Regions from separate parts of the Sus scrofa genome. Here region 1 is linked to region 2. A link is a contact called in public Hi-C data. All regions are on one chromosome and are shown on one strand. Each heading gives the region's core, a stretch centred on a gene start, on an enhancer-like site or on the middle of the called end of the contact. The rest is flanking DNA. Distances are from core to core; before and after follow the strand shown.

Region 1 (4,554 bases), core at 1,934-4,433, 340 kb before region 2:
TACTCCCTCTGCAGAGCCCTGGGCAGGGGAAGGGGAGGCACTGAGCTAGACACCCCTCCCCCTTTTCCCTGACACCAAGGCTGGCAGGGCTGAGCTGGCGGGGCTGGTGGGGCTGGCGGGGAGACTGGGCATCGGGAGGAAGCCAGTTCTCCTGGTCCAGGTCCCCCACCTTCTTTGTCCCGCACCTGGTGGATGCTCTTTGAACCAGCAGATTAGCATCCGGTGACTTTGTTTTCCTGAGTCCAAGCGTAGGTGGTTGTAGGGACTCAGAACACAGTTTGGTGTCTGACTTTCTCACTTCCCCAGGGGTAATACTTTATGTGTCAGCGTTTCACACGGCCCTGAAGTCTGCTGTTTGCAGGTGTTCCCTAGAGAGTGGTGCTGCTGATTTGTGAAGTGAGAACGTGGGGAGCTTAACGTCCAGGGACCCCGGCACAACTTTCATGCCATCTTCTGAATGTGCACGGACGGGAAGTCCTGCTCACTTGGCTTCACTGCTGGAGTTCACACCTCTCTGGGCGAGTCAGGTGAACCCCTCGGGCCCTGGCTGTGAGTGAGAACTTGATGCTAAGACGAGCTGGAGGTCTGAGCGGAGGATGCAGGGTTCACGGAGGATGCAGTGAGAGTCTAGGGCACGTGGAACTTGTTTTAGTGCAAATGCCGTTCTGCCAGCTGGCTGCTGGAGATTCCCAAAGGTGTCTGAGTGAGCTAGTGTGTGTGTGTGTGTGTGTGTGTGTGTGTCTGTGAGTGTGTGCAGGACTGAAATTCTACACTATCAGGTGGGGCAAGAAACAAGGAACTATGGGTTATTACCAACAGCTTGCCCCACCAGAACCTACTGGCTGGTGAGACCAGAAGACATTCAGTCAGAGACCAGTCCCCTAAAAAACCTGCAATCCAGCCAGGAATTTTAAAAAGGGGTGAACTTTTTAGAAAATTTTGTGGGGGGTGGTTAATTGGTGTACAGCACATGTTTGAAGGGCGCAACTGCTAAGTTTTGACGTGTCTGCCCCTGTAGAACCACAGCCATACAGTGCCCCTTGGTAATCCCCTCTCTGCCCCTGCTTGTCCCTCCCCTGACCGTCTGCTTTCTGTCACTGTACATTAGTTTGCATTTTATAGGAGTTTACATAAAATAAATGGAATCAAACAGTAAGTACTTTAAAAAATTGTGGTAGGAAAAGTTATAACACAAAATCTACCGTTTTAACCCTTTTTGAATTCCTGGCCTTAAGCCTGTCCATCTTCAGAACTCCCTTCATCTTGCAGAATTGAAATGCTGTAGCCATGAAACAATGACTCACCATCCCCCAGCCCCTGCAGCCCTGACAGCCCCCATTCCACCTTCTGTCTATGATTTTGCTCCTCCAAATACCTCATGTTAGTAGAATCAGACAGCGGTTGTCTTTTCGTGATTGGCTTATTTCATTAGCACAATGTTGTCAAGATTCATCCGTGTTGTTGCATATTGCAAAATTTCCTCCCTTTCTAAGTCTGGAAACTATTCCACTGTGTATAAAGACCACATCTCATTTATCCATTCATCTGCGGATGCACACCGGGGTTGCTTCCATGTTTTAGCTGTTATGAATAATGCTGCACGAACATGGGTGTACAGATAGCTTTTTGAGACCCTGATTTTTATTCTTTGGGGTATATACTCAGAAGTGGAATCACCAAATCATAGGGTAGCTCTTTTTTTAGTTTTTTGAGCATTTTACATTCCTACTAATGGTCTACCAGGCTTTCAATTTCTCCACTTCTTTGCCACCGCTTGTTATTTTCTGTGTGTTTGTTTTTGTCTTATGTCTTTTTTAGAGCTACACCCATGGCATATGGAGGTTCCCAGGCCAGGGGTCTAATCGGAGCTGTTGCTACCGGCCTACGCCAGAGCCCCAGCCACACCAGATCTGAGCTGCATCTGCAACCTACACCACAGCTCACGGCAATGCCAGATCCTTAACTCACTGATCAAGGCCAGGGATTGAACCCACAACCTCATGGTTCCTAGTTGGATTCGTTTCTACTGCACCACAGTGGGAACTCCTATTTCTCTTTTTTGATAGCAGCCATCCTGATGGGTGTGAGGTAGCATCTTATTGTACTGTTGATTTGCATTTCCCTAAGATGTTGACTCTCTTTTCACGTGCTAGGGTTTTTTTGTTTTGTTTTGTATTGTTTTGTCTTTTCCCCCTTTATGTTTTATTTTGCATACATGGTTTCTTTTTAATCTTTTCCAGAAGTCACAGATATTTTTTTTCCCAAGTCTTTTATTCTCCTCTGTGTTTTACTTTGGTTGGTTTCTATTGCTGTCTCTTCAAGTTCACTAATCTTTTCTTCTGCAGTGTTTAATCTGCTGTTAATCCCTATCTAGTGGATTTTTAGTCTGAGATTTAAAGTTTCATATGTAGAAATTTGATTTGGATCTTTTAAAAAAATATCTTCCATGTCTCCACTTAACATGTATTATCTTTCCTCTAGCTTTTTAAACACATGGAATAAAGTTTTTGTTGCTGTTTTAATGTGCTTGGCTGCTAATTCTAACCTTTCTCTCAGTTCCACTTTGGTTTTGATTGACCGTTACTCCTTGTGAGTCATACAGGTTCCTGCTTATTTGCATAGCTGTATATCTTGACTGGATCATAGATTTTATCTGGCTGGCTGCTGGGTATTTTTTACTTTCCTGTAAACATTCTTGAGCTTAGTTCCGGGGTACAGTTAATTGCTTGGATACGCTTTGATCCTTTTGGGTCTTGCTTTGAAGCTGTGTCAGGCAGGATTTGCAGTCTAGGGGTGGCCCCTCTGAGCCCTCCCATGAATAATGGGATTAGGATTTGCAGTCTAGGGGTGGCCCCTCTGAGCCCTCCCATGAATAATGGGATTAGGTGTTGCTTCAGGCTGGCTGGTCGATCAGGTATTACTGTTGACGCCCATGTGAGCTGTGTGTTTTTCCTCCAGTTCTTTAGGGCAGCTCTTTTCCTGGCCTGAGTAGTTTCCTCTCATGCACTGGATGGTCAGCACTCTGCTGAAATGAAGAACACTAAAGCAGTCTTTCCAGAACCTGCAGGTTTCAGGTTCACTCCCGGTACTGCTCTTTCCTCAGTGTCCTTGCTGTGACTGGTCTGGGCCTCCCTGGACACTCAGCCCCCCCTCCAAATCATCACGTTTGCTGGTCTCTGAGGGGGCCCCTTCTCCCTGCCCCACACCTGAGACTTCCTCAGGGCAGCAAGCCAGGGCCAGCATAGGCTCACCTCATTTGCTTCTCATTCCTTAGGGATTAATGTCCTTCACTGCCTCACATTCAATGTCTTGAAAAGTGTTATCTCATCCCCCCCCCCATTTTTTAGTTGTTTTGGGAATGGGGACTAAACTTAGTCTCTATTCCTCCATCTTGGCCAGAAATGGGAGCCTAAGGGACACATTTTATACAGGGATCTGGTTACAGAAGTGTCCAAAGGGCTAAAGTAGCAAAACAGAAAAGGTTTGTATTGCAGGAAGCCAGGTCTGGAAGAACCAGGGGAGGAGGTGATGTTACATGAGACCAGGAGTATTCTTAGGGCTGATCATGGAGGAAACTTGGCTGCCCCTGAAATCGGTGCTGCGGTAACTGCATATATTTTTGGACCCTGTAATGGCAGCCAACTGCTGCTCTCCTTACTGGGGCTGCCACGGCTGCTGAGCCCACAGCCATCTCTGGCTGATGGAGATGCCACTAGACGCAGACAGGAAGGAGTATGGCTTCTCTTTTTTCATCTGTCCTCCAAACTCTTTTTAGAACTTCCAATTAACCACCTTAGCCTGCGGCTGGGACAAGAGCATCTGGGAAGTGTAGTTGGCAAAGATTCAGCCCCTAACAGTAGAGAACAGGGCATGGAAAGACAGGGAGGTGCCAGCACATCTCCTGCTGCATCTTCTACTCTTTACGGATTAATGGTACTGCTTCCTCGTTCACCACTTTGCTCTAAGGCATTTACTCCACTGATGATTTCAAACACTATATAACTTCTCTCTTAAGTTCTGTTCCTTTGAGGTAGTCTAAAGTGCTGAAGCCAAACTTTCCCTTCCAAGCCAAGTAGTGGAAAGCTCTTAGCCATCCACCTTACCTGACTGCATGAAGGCAGTTCTTAGCCTGTTTTTCCACATGGAATAGCCTCTGATCCTACCCTCAAATCAGTAGAATAACTCATATATGAAGGATAACTTATTATAGATGAAGAGGACACGGGTTTGCACTGCACTCCTTCAAAAGAGGAATGAAATAACAAAGAGATTGGCATTGAACATTTCAGCAGCTCTCTCTTTCTGATTCCTGACTTAACCTGAAATCCCCACCTGCCAGAAGCATCCCCATCTGAGCCCACACTCTTGGAAAAGCCTTCAGGGACATTGCAAATGAACTACACTCATTCTCTAAAGATGAGTAAGGAAGTTGTCAAATTAGTACAGAGAATCGATGCCGTTTCCTCAGATATACTTGTTTACCTTCTAGAGGGAAACATTTTTAGGTGATGTTTATGGAACAGAAAACGTGTATTTACTTGGAAGCCTGCTTAC
Region 2 (5,231 bases), core at 2,228-4,727:
ACCTCTTCCTCTCTCCCTGCAAGAGTCCCTGGCAGCCACCCACCCTTTTGCTGTCTCCATAGTTTTGCCTTTTGCACAATGTCCCATAGTTGGAATCATATACAGTGTAGCTTTTCAGATTGGCATCTCCATTTTTCTCTGTGTGTTTTCTTGGACCGACAGCTCATTTCGTTTCAATGCTGAATAACATTCCATTGTCTGGATGCAGCTCAGTTTATTTATCATCACCTACTGAAGGACATCTCGGTGGCTTCCAAGCTTTGGCAGTTATGGATAAAGCTGCTGTAAACATCTGTGTGCTGGTTTTTTGTGTGGACCTGAGTTTCCGGCTCATTTGGGTAGATACCAAGGAGCACAGTTAATGGATTGTGTGGCAGGGGTGTGTTTAGTTTGGTAAGACACTGCCAAACGGTCTTCCAAAGTGGCTGCACCCTGCTGCATTCCCACTGGCCATGAATGAGAGTTCCTGCTCCCTCCGCATCCTCACCAGCGCTGGGTGTCCCCAGGGTTCTGGATTTTGGCCATTTTAATGTGAAGGCTTTTGTGCTAATTTTTAAACTGTCATTTAAACCATCCAAACAGAACTCTTTCCCTCACTTATTTGTGTTATGGGGGAGAAGGAAAGGAATAAGCGGGTGCTTTTAAAGGAAGGAATTTCTCACCTGGCTGGGGGGATGCGCATAACATCCTGTCAAACTGGGGGAAATTGACACCCTGCTCAGGAACCGACCGAACTGGAGACAGATTCTCTTCTCCATCCTTGAGATTTGCAGGCACATGGATGCTGTGATTTTTCTGTGCAACTTCAGTGTTTTTCTTTACATGTAAACTCTACCACAGGGGCTTCAAGGTCAGAGCAGAGAGTGGAGAGATGCCAGGCTCTCCTCCCTGTTGGTGCTGAGCAGCCCGGCTCCACGCTGCCCAAGCCGATGACAATATCTGCTCCACCCTTTTCCTTTCTCCTCCCTGCCTCTTCCACCCTGTGCATCTGCCCAAGACCTATCTATTCTTTGAAGCCCAGCAGGCTTCCCTGGGCAGCACAACGGATTGTATTGGTTTCCTTCTCTGAGTCCCTAGAGCTTTTTAAATGAGAAAATCCTGTGCCTCTATTTATTATGTTCTGTCGGAAGTTCTTTGTTCCTCTGCTGCTGCCTGGTGAAATCTCGCTCAGCTTTAAATGCACAACCAGGATGTCGTTTCCTATGTGCATAAGCCTTACTCCATCCCGTAGAAGCAGAAAAATGTGCTCTGCTCTAGCCCTTCAGTCGCACCATCGTTACAGAGCTGTGTTGGCAAAGCACCTCAAAACAAACAAACAAACAAACACACACACACACAACAGAACCCAGAGCAGCAAGAGCAGAGTCCTGGTGGGAAATGGTTGCCAATTTCTGCAGTGTAAATTCTCCCACATGGCGGCTGTCAAGCCGTCAATGTGGCATTCTGGATGCAGAGTTGGGAAGAGTGGTTGTCACAGAGGCTGCCAGGGTCTTTAGGGCGTGGAGGTGGGGAGCCCCATCTTGGTCTCTTTGGTGACTCGTGTCTGGTCCTGGGTTCCGCACATGGTAAGTGCTTCGTGTACATCTGCTGCTAGATACTTACCATGTGCATGACCAGCTGCTCACTGCATCCTCTGGCTTGTCCAGTGAGGAGCAGGACAAGTGTTATACACAGACTGTCTTCCTTCTGGAAGCAGAGACAGGGGTCTGCAGCCTGTTACATCCAGCACCTCCCACTTCTCCACCTGCTTGCCTCTCAGGGGTCAAGGTTCACATTCATCTGAAAAGGAGCTACGACTGGCGCTGTGGGTGCAGGGTGGTTCCACTGGCGCTGAAAGGTTATCCAAGAGGAGGGGACAGAAACGCCGTGGCCACTGCTGCAAAAACAAGTTGCGAAAAGCATATCAGGCCAGAACTAAGCTGGCGCTCTCTGCCGAGTTGCTGGGACTGGGTCAGCTGACAATTCTGATTTTCTAATTGGAAGGCCCTCGGGGAACGGCGTGCACACCGGAGGTCGGGCTTGTGGCCACAAGGAGGAAGGGGTGCAGCTGGCCCGCAGAGGATGTCCGCCCAGCCACAGCCCATTTCGTTCTGCCTGCTCCTCTGCTCCTTTCCATTCCCGTTTGGCTTTGGCTCAGGGTTTGGGGCTGGGGCTAAGGTTTCATGATCCTTGGCAGCTGGGCAGACTTTAAACAAGGAGAGCTTCTCCTTGGGCACGTGGCTTCGCATTAAGGACATGTTGGCCTCGGGCTGTTGTTTTTTCCTTCCTAGGCACTTAGGTTGGAGAGACTTGGTCACAACTGTCCCTATAGACAAGGGGCTGTTTTGGACAAAAGGCCCAAGAGGATGACTGGACATTCTAGCAGGAGAGGTGAGAAACAAGAGATCTGGGATCTGGTCCTTGTACCTTGTCATCGTGCAAAATGACCTGACAGTCATTGAGGCAGTATCTGCCTCTGTTTTGCTTTTGACTCTGAGCCCTTTTACCTCCATCTCTGCAAACACATTTTTCTTCTCTGGCTTCAGTCTTTCCTTATTTCAGGAACCCAGTCCTCTCAAGGTGTCCCCATGAAACTTCCTTGGTCTAGCAATCATCTACATGCTAGTATTGCGGTCAGCCATCTACGTGCTAGTAGGAACTGTGGTCATCCATCTACCTGCTAGTAGGAACTGCGGTCAGCCATCTACCTGCTAGTAGGAACTGTGATCAGCCATCTTCCTGCTAGTAGGAACCACGGTCAGCCATCTACCTACTAGTAGGAACTGCGGTCAGCCATCTACCTGCTAGTAGGAACTGCGGTCAGCCATCTACCTGCTAGTATGTACTGTGGTCAGCCATCTACCTGCTAGTATGTACTGTGGTCAGCCATCTACCTGCTAGTATGTACTGCGGTCAGCCATCTACGTGCTAGTAGGAACTGCTGTCAGCCATCTACCTGCTAGTATGAACTGCAGTCAGCCACCACCTGCTAGTATGATTATCTACCTGCTAGTATGAATTGTAGTCAGTCATCTACCTGCTAGTATGAACTGCAGCTAACATTCTACCTCCATATGTGACACTCCATTTAAAATCTTCAAGCTGAGCATTTTCCCAGGTGCTTCCCTGAAAGCCACAAGATAAAACCCAGCCACCTGTGGGTTCTCTGATCCTGTCCCTATAAAAGCACAAGGGGTAGGATGGTGTCATTTAGAAGTGACTGTGTGAAACTCATTGCTCCTTTTACGTTTAGGAAGAATACGTTATTCTCCCACTCCTACTCTTGATAGCTTAAAAAAAGCAAAAAACCCAAAAAATGCCAACATCTCCTTTCTTGAACGTTGAAAGTCTGAGGATGGGGAAGTTGGAAGTTTAGCCCAGACGGCTCTGCAGCTAGAACTAAGTTTCTAAAAATGTGCCCTGTTATATAATGACGGGACGGGATGGAAAAGTACCAGCTGCTGTGAGGCTGGAGACTTTCCTGCTTCTGACTCATTCGGGCAAAAGCTCTTGAATTAAGATGCATCTCAGCAAAGCCAAACAAAACCCATTCATTCTGCAGCTCGATGTTCCCTGGGGGAGCTGGAATGTCTCCAGGGGACGGAGCCCCCCGGGCGTAGTTGTGAAGTTGTAGCCGTTTTCTTGTGGCCCCTGAAGCCTGCTCCTGGGGCCTTCTGCTCCCTTTGAGGTGCCAGTGTCACCCCACTGTGTCCACGGCCCCACCCCCCTACCAGACAAACAGCCTCCGACAGCCCCGACCAGCTGCCCTGGTCAGCATTTGCCTCTTCCCTGTCCTGTGGCCTCTGGCCCTGCTCTGGGCCATACTTGCAACATGTTGTCATTAATTAAATAGCTGGTCAGATCCTTGTCACTGAGTCAGCTCACCAAGAAGCGCACCTTTGAAAAAATAAGAGTGTTTTAGCTCCAAACCGCAAGGAAATGCTTCTGCAAAGATGGAAGTGTTTCCCATCTCAGGACCAATGAGTCTGTGGGGTGGGGGATGTTTTTCTTCCAGTGGAGCCTTGTCGAGGTCCCTGTGATCAGGCGACAGCTACCTTCTCTCCCCCGCCCCCCAGATGCATGTGCAAGAGCCCTGGGGCAAACTCCCCCTTTGCCCCAATCCCTCTCATTGTCCCAGGACTTGAGAGGAATGTACCTGCCATTCTAAATTAGCACCTTTATTTTAGTTTCTTGGAGTGTAGTTGACTTACAATATTTGCCTCAGTTTCAGGTGTACAGCAAAAAAGGGCATCAGTCATACATATAAATATATCCATTCTTTTTTCCCATTGGGTTATTACAAACTATTGAGTGGCTTTCCTTGGGCTACACAGTAGGTTCTCATTAATCATCTATCTTACGCAGTAGTGTGTAGCTAATAAAAATGATATAAAAGAACTTTTTAATTTTTTTAGGGCTGCACGTGAGGCATGTGGAAATTCCCAGGCTAGGGATCAAATCAGCCCTGCAGCTACCAGACACCGCTGCTTGTGGCATGCTGGATCTTTTAACCCACTGAGCAAGGCCTGAGGTCAAACCCTCATCCTCGTAGATTCTAGTCAGGTTCTTAACCCGCTGAGCCACAATGGGAACTCCCCCCCAAAACTTTTTTTATAAAATAGCAACAGACGCACAGATTTCAAAACCAATCTTATGGCTATTGTGGGTGAAACTTTTGGGGGAGGGAAGAATTGGGAGGTGCAAATAGCAAATATAAACTAGCACCTTGGAAGGAACTGGTATATCATGTAACTGCTCCCTTACACGACCAACTCAGGGCAGGCTGGAGAGGTCTGATGGAGGCTTTAAGGGACCAAGGTGACACGTTACTGGGAGGCCTGGTCTGTGGTGGAGAGGGGCACACACAGGGGGCCTGTGGCATGAGAGTGAGGGGAAGAGGGGCACGTTTTCAAATTGGAGCTCAAGCAGAAAGGAAGGTTCTCCGCCAAAGAAGTGGGACCCGCCTCTGTTTCACCATCCCCGCTGGAGGAGGGCGAGGGCAACCCTAGCTTGGAGGGGGGTCCAGGTTAAGGCGCGCTGGCTCCGCCCCCCGGGCTGAGCGTATCCCTCGCAAAACCGAGAATCCGGGAGGGAACGAGGCCCGCGTCTCATATTAGTCGATAACACAAATTCTTAAGGTTTATGTCACCTGTGGAGGCTGGTGAGTGTTCCCTGGATTTGGAGAGCTCTAGACAATGGGGAGAAAGCTTTCCATGCTCACTGGTAAGAAAATCCAAGCTCTATCCAGTTTG

What was found. Hi-C and Micro-C count contacts between places; a contact is called where the count stands out from the background.
Region 1: a Hi-C map of skeletal muscle shows a contact between it and region 2, with 6 times the contacts expected there. The contact joins two enhancer-like sites. A contact is called at or near these places in 3 of 47 Hi-C or Micro-C datasets (retroperitoneal adipose tissue and skeletal muscle).

What each region holds. Positions count from the first base shown.
Region 1 is chr10:65,003,895-65,008,448 of Sscrofa11.1, reverse strand. No RefSeq gene overlaps it. Among named protein-coding and RNA genes, the nearest start is that of IL15RA, 16 kb to the left of the region's middle. Within about 2 kb of position 3,183, at least 5 of the 83 cell types and tissues checked have an H3K27ac peak or open chromatin away from gene starts, as enhancers often do. A contact at or near this core is called in skeletal muscle, where this site is marked.
Region 2 is chr10:64,660,962-64,666,192 of Sscrofa11.1, reverse strand. No RefSeq gene overlaps it. Among named protein-coding and RNA genes, the nearest start is that of PFKFB3, 200 kb to the left of the region's middle. Within about 2 kb of position 3,477, at least 26 of the 83 cell types and tissues checked have an H3K27ac peak or open chromatin away from gene starts, as enhancers often do. A contact at or near this core is called in skeletal muscle, where this site is marked.